Regions from separate parts of the Hordeum vulgare genome. Here region 1 is linked to region 2. Evidence: chromatin contacts called from public Hi-C data. All regions are on one chromosome and are shown on one strand. Each heading gives the region's core, a stretch centred on a gene start, on an enhancer-like site or on the middle of the called end of the contact. The rest is flanking DNA. Distances are from core to core; before and after follow the strand shown.

Evidence for each region. Hi-C and Micro-C count contacts between places; a contact is called where the count stands out from the background.
Region 1: a contact with region 2 is called in a Hi-C map of seedling, with 2.3 times the contacts expected there. The contact joins the promoter of LOC123436525 here to the promoter of LOC123436508 in region 2. A contact is called at or near these places in 4 of 6 Hi-C or Micro-C datasets (leaf and seedling) and 1 of 1 datasets of contacts at active chromatin or transcription factors (embryo).

What each region holds. Positions count from the first base shown.
Region 1 is chr1H:357,992,953-357,998,456 of MorexV3_pseudomolecules_assembly, reverse strand. It overlaps LOC123436525 (inactive poly [ADP-ribose] polymerase RCD1), which reads right to left and starts at 2,932. Exons shown (of 7, transcript XM_045115636.1): 1 at 2,685-2,932; 2 at 444-1,732; 3 at 1-147. The coding sequence starts at 1,555.
Region 2 is chr1H:357,722,321-357,727,546 of MorexV3_pseudomolecules_assembly, reverse strand. It overlaps LOC123436508 (pentatricopeptide repeat-containing protein At4g19440, chloroplastic-like), which reads left to right and starts at 2,667. Exons shown (of 3, transcript XM_045115635.1): 1 at 2,667-5,226. The coding sequence starts at 2,973.

The DNA.
Region 1 (5,504 bases), core at 1,683-4,182, 270 kb before region 2:
TTAAGGTCATCTACACCGCTATCAAAATACTCGTTACTAGGCTGGTGCTGCTTAGATCCATGGTGAACTATTTCTACGTTCCCCATTACAACCCGGCACAACATCATATAGATGATGCCATTTTCATCAACATCAGAGTAATTCACACTGCAGAAAGTAATACAAAATATTGAATTTTTGCAATGGTTAGGGACAGGAAGAAATATGTAGAACAGAAACAAATAATAGACAAAGAAGATACAATGGTAAGTTGACAACTAAAAACATGTGAACATGTAAGTGGAAGTAAATAAATAGTGACAGAAACTATTTATCTACAAATAAGGAAACACAAATGGCAAGAATAAGACAGATGTGAATGAAGGTGATGGAGGTGAGTAGATGTTCAGAACATTCAGAGTAAGTTTTTTTGCCAGCAGATGATACGAGACAGGAGCACATACCAGTTAATGGAGCAGTTAGCTGGCGCAAGGAGTACACCAGTTCCATAGGGTGGACACCTGGTGGGCTTTTTAACTTGCAAGGTGCCATTCAGCATCATTTCATCCACAGCAGCTTTCGAGCAAGGAAGCCAAGCATAACGCACATTTGCATTACCATGCTGAGATTTAGTAATCTCTGCCTGCTTTTGAAAGAGATCATAGCGGTCTTCTCTATAATTATTCAAGAATGGAGTTCGGTGGATTCCAATAATATCCTTGGAACCAATAGCAGTACCCATTCCCTGCAGCAACATTTTCTGCACAACAGAGGTAGTTCCTTGAGCACGTGATTGCCCACCCAGCTTATCTTGCTGTGGTTGACAACTGAAGACTGCAGGGAGCGAAGTGTGTGGTTCATTCTCTCCCACAGTTTCCCCATTGTCACAATTTATTTTCCTGATGATATTCTTCTCAGCTCTAACTCTCTTAGCACTAGAAACCTCTTCAGTACTGGACTCAAAGTTTGAGCTTTCTGCGGAACTCTCGGATGCTCCATACTGGTCATTTATTTCAGGTGTCCCATTAGGCTCAGCTCTAACATAGACATGATCTCCATTGCCAAAATCTTTCCTCCTATATGCTATCTGATCTTCAATAAGAACTTCTGGGAAGTAACGCCTTCCATTGTCATCAATCCAGGCGATTGGCCTCTGAAGACCTGACTTTGAGTCGATGAATGTCATGTGGACAAAGTCCAGCAAAAATAGCTGGTTCTGGTATCCTACTTCTGTGATGCTCTTCTTTGTACGGAAATTAACTTGAGCCAGCTTGACAATTTTTTCTGGAAATTCTTTCCAGTTGCCACTTTGGCGGAGCAGAATGCGCTTAGGTGATGCACTGGTCATGTAGTTCTGATAGCTCTGTAAAATCTGCCTGCTAAGGTGGCACGCGATGTTCGCCTTGCGATCTTCACCAACATACAACCTGATATCAGAGTTTCCAGTAGGATGCTGATGCGATTGAGAGGTGTGGCAGGCATCAGCATGATATGCAGCGGGGCTGTCCCGCTTCCTCTTGAGGCTAACTATATTCTGTTCACATTTAGCCAACACCTTTTCGTTCATCGCAGCCATTGTAGCAAGCAGAAATGAACACCAAGCAGAGACTAATTCCTTCTAGCAAACTAAACCCCAACAAGTCTAATATTTACACTAAGCTAATGGAGGAACCTCTGAGCATAGACTACTTCAATATCGACGAGGAGAAAACGAATAACGGTCGGGTGAGATACGGGCAAAGGAGAAGAAAACCTGAAAAGGGAAATTAGCCGATCTTATAATCGATGAACAGAAAAAGGAAAAAAAAAACTAGAATATCTTAAAGCAAGCATACAGAATATATATGCAAATCAAAGTTCTCCGTACTCTGTCGCGGGCTAAATAGCGCTTGAGAAGGCTATGCATTAATTGGGCTCAGAAATTACAATTATCACCCGGAACTATCATGTATTCATTTGCGCACGAAAATTACGCTTCATAAACCAAATTTTTGAAACAGCTTGCCTAATCAGGAGAACACATGATACAGGGCTTTAAAAAAATCTAGTGCATTAATTGGGCTCAAAAAATAAAATTATCACCCCAAACAAACATATATTCATCTGCGCGCGAAAAACGCTTCATTAACCAAATATTTGAAACAGCAGGCCTAATCAGAAAATCACATGATATATGGCTTGAGAAAACCCTATTGCGTTAACTTGGCTCAGGAATTACGATTATTACGCAGAACTATCATGTATTCACCTGCATGCGAAAATATGCTTGGTAAGCCAAATATTACTTGAAACAGCCAGCCTAATCAGGAAATCACACGAAGTAACAAGGCAAATGATGTCGCAAGTTGAATCTAGCAAAGTTGTGATGAAAATACCGACTTCCTCCCCACACAAACAAGATGGAGATAAGCTAACGCAAAATTCACAACAAAGATCAAATTTTTAATGCTTAGCGACTCAAGGGCACACGGAACCCACTTGGTGAATCCTAAATCTACAACTTTAGCAGTCAACAAGCAGCTTCCCGGTGCCACAGATGATCGAAACCGAACAAAAAAGACCTACCTAGTCCTCGCAAAGGAAAATTCACCAGATCGAGCATACAGACATGTAATCATCACGGCCTAACAACCGGGCGGGCCGCGTAGGTGATAGATCCATACGAGGGGCGAGCCGAATCGATGGATTCACCGGCCGATGCTTACCTAGGGTTAGCGGCGGCATCAGCAGGGGTCACGGCGGAGGATATTGAGCGGTTCATCTTGCCCGATCTAACCCCCTTGTCACCCCCCCTAGGACTCCCCTACGGAGCCCACTTTATCCCCCCGGCTACGATTGCCGGAGCTACCCCGCCGAAGACGCTCCCCCGGCCGGCGGCGAGACGTTGGCTGGTCAGAAGCAAGGACTCGGCTCGGAGAATCGCTGCGGCGGCGGGGGGCGGGGGGCGGGGGGCGAAGGCGAGAGGAAGGTCGGGGTAGAGGAGCCGTGCGGCGGTGGGGGAAATATTATTGGGCGGAGAAATAACGCGGGTCCACGCCTTTGTCGTGCCCACTCGCGACCCCCTCCTTATCGCGCTCCACCCACCGCCTCCGCGGCCGACAGGCGGGGTCCGGGAGAGGGTCGGGCCCGCCTGGCGGTGGGGCGGGGCGCGCTAAACTTGGATGCCAAGTTGCGTGGCCGGAACGATTTTTCTTGGGCCGTAAGCAAAATGGCGACGCCGTGATGCCGACATCTGACAATCGGACGGTTCACACCCGCGGTCAACCTTCTCTGCCCCGCCCGCAGCCGTCCGTGATGCCAGATATTCGCCGTCCCGTGTTTTTTTTTTGACGTCCGGTCCGGTTGCGTGCATTATTGGGGTTCGTTCGTGTGTAGTACGGGGTGACGTGCTCCTGATGGAACTTCTTCGTGTTCGCCTCCGGTTTGGTTTTCTTTGGTTTGGGTGTGTACATCGGAATTGCACTGCATGTTTCACGAACCTATCAACCGACGTATGTGTATGTGCATACGTATGTACTCCCTCCGTTCCTAAATATAACTCTTTTTAGAGATTTCACTAGGGGGCTACATGCGGAGCAAAATGAATGAATCTATACTTTAAAGTATGTCTATATACATCCGTATGTAGTCCTTTTAGTGAAACCTCTTAAAAGACTTATATTTAGAAACAAAGGGAGTATACAGTAATAAAAACCACATGGAATTAAGTATAGTATATGCCCTCGTCGAGGCTGCGTACTTTCAAGACTATTTCTGTCCTCGTCATGGGCAGCCATACGAGAGAAAACGAAAGCTCGTTTGAAAACGCTAACCCTTAATTTTGGTGGCGTATAGATGTTCGAGTCATTTTCTTTATAGCTCGTCTTCTTCATCGGAGCTGCAGTTTTCTTTTCACGCGGTTAGTTGGTCAATAAGACCTTAATCTGAGTCAGTATAGTTGACTATGTTGAGCTGTAGTTGCCTTCGAGCGCATGAGCTGCTTCAAATTCAAAGTATCGGTATCGCTTCTTCTTCGTTTTGTATGATGATGAAGTGGGTCATAATTTATGTTGTAGTAGTTCTTTTTGAATTATTATTTTTAGGATACGCGCGAGTGTGTGTATCACAATGATAGAAGAAATGGGGGACGAGCCCACCATCATAGCATACAACACATGAACTTTACGATTTTTTGTTCAAAAAGACTACATACATAATCGAATTGACAGAAAAGACAACCTTTAAAATCAAATAACAGAAAACACCAGCTGCACCGCCGCGGCAGGTGCGCCAGCCACCACGGGCACAGGCGGGAAGACCTGCGGCCACATCTCATGGCGGCATGTTAAATAGCACAGGTTCGAGCGCTTCCAGTAACGAAAAATGGAAATGTTGAGCCCTCATGCCGCATGCAAAGACGACATCATGTACGTAATAATCGGTAGCTAACTAGGTAATCTCCCTCTTCATGTCTCTACATAAAGCGGCCTTGCTTTGATAAAAGAAAGCAAACTAGTATGCAAGAGCTAGCTAGTCAGCCACAACGTTACTCCTTTTAGGAAAACAATTGGTGTAGCCACGGCACTAGCACGCAGGGTGCCGCCACAACATGTGGCGGCAGGCCCAGCTCATTTGTTTTTTTGCTTTTAGACAGTATTTGAATCTGTGTTGTTTAACATGCCGTCACGAGATGTGGCGGTAGGTCTTGCCGCATGCGCCTGTGGCGGCAGGTGCCACTTGTTGGTTGACGCGTCTATCGTCACGATATAGCTAGTCTTTTCTGTCATTTGAAGCTAAAGGTGGTCTTTTTGGTAATTTGACTCGGCTGATGGTCTTTTTGAACAAAAATTTGAATTTTACATGTCTGAAATACAAAAAAACGTAGGCCATTTCAATTGTTGTTTTTCATATGCGTCGACGTATCTGGCCATTCAGGTTGAGTTTTTCTTGTATTAACCCCGGGGGGTATATTCAATGCTTTGTTATGTGATGGGTGTCGTTGTTGTGGGCTACATATTCGAGGCGCTCAATAATGGCAACCAAGGGAAACTTGTTAATATGTGAATATCGGTTGAGATAAATCATAGGCGAACACTGAGTGGGTGAAGGGGAAGTTCATTACAAAGCATCAAACGGTTGTGCTTCTTAGAGCAACTATATAAGGTGATGTGAGCAAGCTATTAGATTTTAAATATTATAGCTATGTTGAGATAGATTATAGAGAAAAAGGATAGAGAAGAAAAGTTGATGGTCGATTAAGAGCTACATGTAGCACGACCTCCAAGATATCTCATGAGATTGTAAGGTGGGATAAGCGGTACATGTTTATAGTGAACTATTGTACTATTGGCTATAAGGTGGGCTATAGATGACTCGACAACGAGTTATAGCGAGTTATTGGTTCTATTATTATCATTGCTCGCTCTTAGTTTCTATCTTAGTAGTCTACCCATTTATGATGCCTCAAGGTATACGAAAATATTTAAACACGAGGGTCAAACCCTAAAGCATTGATTACAATAAGTCATGATTTACCTTGAGTGTTT
Region 2 (5,226 bases), core at 1,418-3,917:
TTGTTTTCGTCCGTAGTCGGACCCTGCTCTTACTCTTGATGATTATGTAATGTACTGATGTGACTCTAATGTAGCTTGTGGCGAGTGTAAGCCAATTCTATATATATCTCTTCTTTTCAGTACATGTACTTGTAACGATATCCATTCTTGCGACATGACGAGATGCGCTTCTATCCCTAACGAGGCCTTCGTGCCAAATTGAGGATAGGGTCGCATCTTGGGCGTGACATATACCTTGTTCAATCTCGTTACCGGTAAGTCTCTTTACTCGTTCTGTAGCACTTCATCGTGTGTCTAACCCCTTAGTCACATTGAGCTCATGATGATGTTCTACCGAGTGGGCCCATAGATACCTCTCCGTCACGCGGAGTGACAAATCCCGTTCTCGATTCGTACCAACCCAACAGACACTTTCAGAGGTACCCGTAGTGCACCTTTATAGTCACCCAGTTACGTTGTGATGTTTGATACACCCAAAGCACTCCTACGGTATCCGGGAGTTGCACAATCTCACGGTCGAAGGAAAAGACACTTGACATTAGAAAAGCTTTAGCATACGAACAATACGATCTAGTGCTATGCTTAGGATTGGGTCTTGTCCATCACATCATTCCCCCAATGATGTGATCCCGTTATCAATGACATCTAATGCCCATGACCAGGAAACCATGATCATCTATTGACTAACGAGCTAGCCAACTAGAGGCTTGATAGGGACACATTGTGATCTATTTATTCACACATGTATTACTGTTTCCTGTTAATACAATTATAGCATGAACAATAGACGATTATCATGAACAAGGAAATATGATAATAACCATTTTATTATTGCCTCTAGGGCATATTTCCAACAGCGGCAACGGTCGGAACTTTCAACTGTGAAAGTCCTCATGTCTCTCATGTTACTCACTTTGAGGATATGGTAGGTGTAGGTTTGGGTTGAGCATCGTGAGGAAATTCTTTCCATAGTTTTACCTCGACCCCTTTAAGAGTACGGTGTTCCTATGACTCAAGAGTAAAGAAAATGAAAAAGAAAGAGTAAATCTTCAAGCTTGAAAGTCTTCATAGTATTTTCTTCGGGACACATCGAATTCCTCATCTTCAATGTCTTCATGAGGAATATCATTTTCTTAGCAATTTCTTCGCGATCAAAATCTTCAAGGAATGACCAAAGTCTTCACCCGAAGACATACATTTTTAGGGGTCGATATTCATCGAATAACTCAAACTCCTCAGCGACTTATAGAGCCTGCGTACACTTACAAACTTATCAGACTCTTAACGTATAAGTCTTCAAACCACCAAAATCACTAAGGGACACTAGATGCACTTACATCATTCCCGAGTATTTTTCTGACACTGACTCATTTGTAACATGCAAAGCATTCATCACATTAGATCTGAGAGGGCTGGGCCAACCCTTGCTAAAGAAAACTAATGAATTTGATAAATTAATTCTCTAACCTAACGCATTACAAATAGCAATACAACAAGGAGGACAACTCATTTGTTCCATCAACATTGGCTTTAACATACAACATGATATCATCCGCAAAATAGCAAGTGGCTTGCGAGCCATGCCGTTGGAGCTATTTGAATACCATTGAGGTGCGATGATTCATCTTTTGTTTTAAAAAGGCATGAAAGGCCCTCCGCTACAAGCAAAAACGGGTATGGAGAAATTGCCCCCCCTAACGGATTCTCCTCAAAGGTGAAATAGCTTCTCATGATTAAAGAGACCCAAACAGGTGCAAATCCCAATTTAAGCATAATGGCCTCCAAGTACTCCCAGTCGACCCTATCATAAGCTTTCATCATACCCAGTTAACTGCACAAAATTTGTCCCATTATGCTTTATTCCTTTTCATGAAGTGCAAACACTCATAAGCTATGATAATATTATCAGCGATCAATCTCCTAGGGACAAAAGCAGATTGTTCTTCGGATATGATCGCTAGCAATATCTGTTTTAACTTGTTGGATATGACATTCGAAGCTATCTTATATAGCACGTTACACAAACTTATAGGTCTGAATTGGGTTAGCTGAGTGGGGTCCTTAACCTTGGGTATAAGAATGAGAATGTTTTCATTTATTACCTCTGGGCTCTCCTCTCCACAAAGGATGCATAATATCATGTCGGTCACCTCGGATCCACATAGATCCCTATGCCTTTGGAAAAAGTGTATCGAGTATCTATCGGGGCCTGGAGCCTTTGTCGGATACATTTGGAAAAGTGCGCATAGAGGGAGTTACATTTTAGTGTCTTTAGAAACCACATATTCATCATTATACGGAGTTGAAAAATACAATATATGTGAACCACACTGAACAACACCAATGAGGACAACCATTTTGACAGATAAGCAAAAAGCACACCGTATAAAAGAACATTCTAAATAGACCTCTAAGGGAGTCGATTACTACATTTTTCTATATATTTTTTGAGAATTGGTACATTTTTCTAGTGTTGTCATTCGATGGAGCTGGGCCCGAGGCAGCCCATGGCCTGGGGCGTGAGGAAATCCCCCCGAGGCTAGAAAAAGAAGTAGGCCTAGGGCTCAGCCCACTCTCTCTACCACTACTGCTGGGCCTCGGCCAGTCAGCCCAATAATAAATAGCGGACGAGGGGACGAACAGAGATCCCGTGGCCATCGGACAACCCTATCAATCCCGCCGCCCGCCGCCCGGCCGCCGTGCCCCACGTCCGGTGTGTCGTTCGACCTGCGCCCCTGCCCATCCGGCGAGCCCCATGCAGCAGCAGCAGCAGCAGCGAGCACTCCCCTTCCATCTCCTTCTTGGCTGCTTCCCTTGCTGATCTGCCACAGACTTTCGCTCCTCCGACCCTTTGATCCAATCTTGGTGGAGGGTCGTCCACATCAGTCCCCTGTCCCCGGACCCAATCCATACCTTCCATTCAAGCTTCTAACCACCCTCCTCAACCGTTCCACGTCGTACATCCATCCGCCATGAAACCACCACCCTGTCCCTCTCTCCTCCTCGCCATCCGCCGCCGCCACCGCCACCGCCACCGCCAGCTCTCCTCGTCCTCTGCTGACGCCGTGGCCGCAGCCGAGGTTCTGGGGACGCTCGCCAGCGCCCCTTCACCTGACGCGGCGCGCGACCTGGATTGTCTACTCCGCCGCCTGGGCGACCGCGGTCTGGCATCCGCCCTCTCATCCCTTCCCTCCCCTCTCCCTGCGGCGTCCGCCCTCCGGCTCCTTCACCACCTTGTTTCCAACGCTCCCTCCTCCTCCAGCCACGCCCATGCCCACGACCTCCTGACCCCCCGCGTCTCCGCGCTCCTCCTCCCCTCCCTCGTGGCCGATCGCTCCACGATGCCCTCCGCTCGCCGCCTAATGAAACGCCTCCTACATCTCCACCCCCTCCACACTGCCGCAGCGGCTGTGGCCGACGCCTCCTCCACTCCCTCATCGGATTTACTCGTCAGCACCTTCCTCGCCTCCTCCGCACGCGACTCCCTCAGGGGTGCCACGGACGCCTTCCATGTGCTCTCCTCCCGGGGCGCTTCCCCCTCCGTTAAGACCTGCAATATACTCCTTGAAGCTCTTGCACGCGCTGGCCAGCTTGACGCCGCTCGCAAGGTGTTTGCTGAAATGCGTGATCGCCAGAACGTCACTCCGAATGCATACTCATATACCTCTATGATCAAGGTCCTCTGCAGGGCTGGAAAGGTGGAAGACGGTTTGAAGATACTTGCAGAGCTAGTCCATGCTGGGCTCCAGCAATGTGCTGGTGTAGTGCCATACAATTTGCTGATGGATGGACTTTGCAAGAGTGCAAGAGTAGACGAGGCTTTTCGGTTGAAGGAGAGGATGGAGGAGAGCAAGGTGACCCCGAGCGTGGTCACCTTTGGCATTCTGATCAATGGTCTTGCAAGAAGTCAGCGTTTTGGGGAGGTTGGTGCAGTGTTGCAGGAAATGGCTCGGTTAGGAATCGTCCCAAATGAGATTATTTACAATGAGCTTATTGGTTGCCATTGTAGGAAGGGGCATTTCTCAGAAGCAATCAGGTTGTTTGATGAAATGCTCTCAAAGAAGATGAAGTCAACAGCAGTGACTTACAACTTGATTGCTAGAGCTCTATGCAAGGAAGGGGAGATGGAGCGTGCTGAGCAGATATTGGAGGAGATGTTATTGACTGGGATGGCAGTTCATTTTGGTTTGTTCAATTCGGTGGTTGCAGGGCTTCTCCAAAGGACTGGAAGATTGAAGTCTGTGGTAAGGCTTCTAAATGAAATGATTATAAGGGGTATGCGACCAAATGATTCTCTCATGACAGCTTGTGCGAAGCAGCTTTGCCAGGGCGGAAAACACCAAGAAGCAGTTGGAATTTGGTTTAAGATGTTGGAGAAAGGTTTATCTGTCAATATTGCAACTTCCAATGCATTGATTCATGGGCTTTGTGAGGGGGAGAACATGGAAGGAGCTACTGAGGTTCTAAGGACCATGGTTAATAAGGGGCTTGAACTGGATAGCATCACTTATAACATAATGATTCAAGGTTGCTGCAAAGACAATAAAATAGAGGAAGCAATTAAACTCCGTGATGACATGATCAGAAGAGGGTTTAAGCCTAATATTTTCACGTTTAATACTATACTACATGCGTATTGCATTTTGGGTAAAATGGAAGAGGCCATTCACCTGCTGGATCAGATGAAAATTGAGGGACTTCGGCCAGATATAGTGTCATATGGCACTATAATAGATGGATATTGTAGAATAAAGGATATTCATAAAGCAAATGAATATTTGACTGAATTGATGACCCGTGGATTAGAACCAAATGTAGTAATCTACAATGCACTTATTGGTGGTTATGGTAGAGTTGGTAACATTTCTGGTGCAATGGATGTCCTTAACACTATGAAGTCTACTGGCATAAGACCAACTAAGGTAACTTACTGTAGTCTTATGCACTGGATGTGCCATGCTTATCTTGTTGACGAGGCGAAGACCATGTTTGAGCAAAGCAGAGAAAACAGCATTGAGGTGGGAGTAATTGGCTACACAATTATGATACATGGTTTTTGCAGAATAGGAAAAATGGATGAAGCTCTGAATTATTTTGAGCAAATGCGGTCCAGGGGTATACCTCCAAACAAGCTTACTTATACCACTCTGATGTATGCCTATTGTAAATCTGGTAATAACGAAGAAGCCTCCAAGCTTTTTGATGAGATGTTGAGCTCAGGAATTG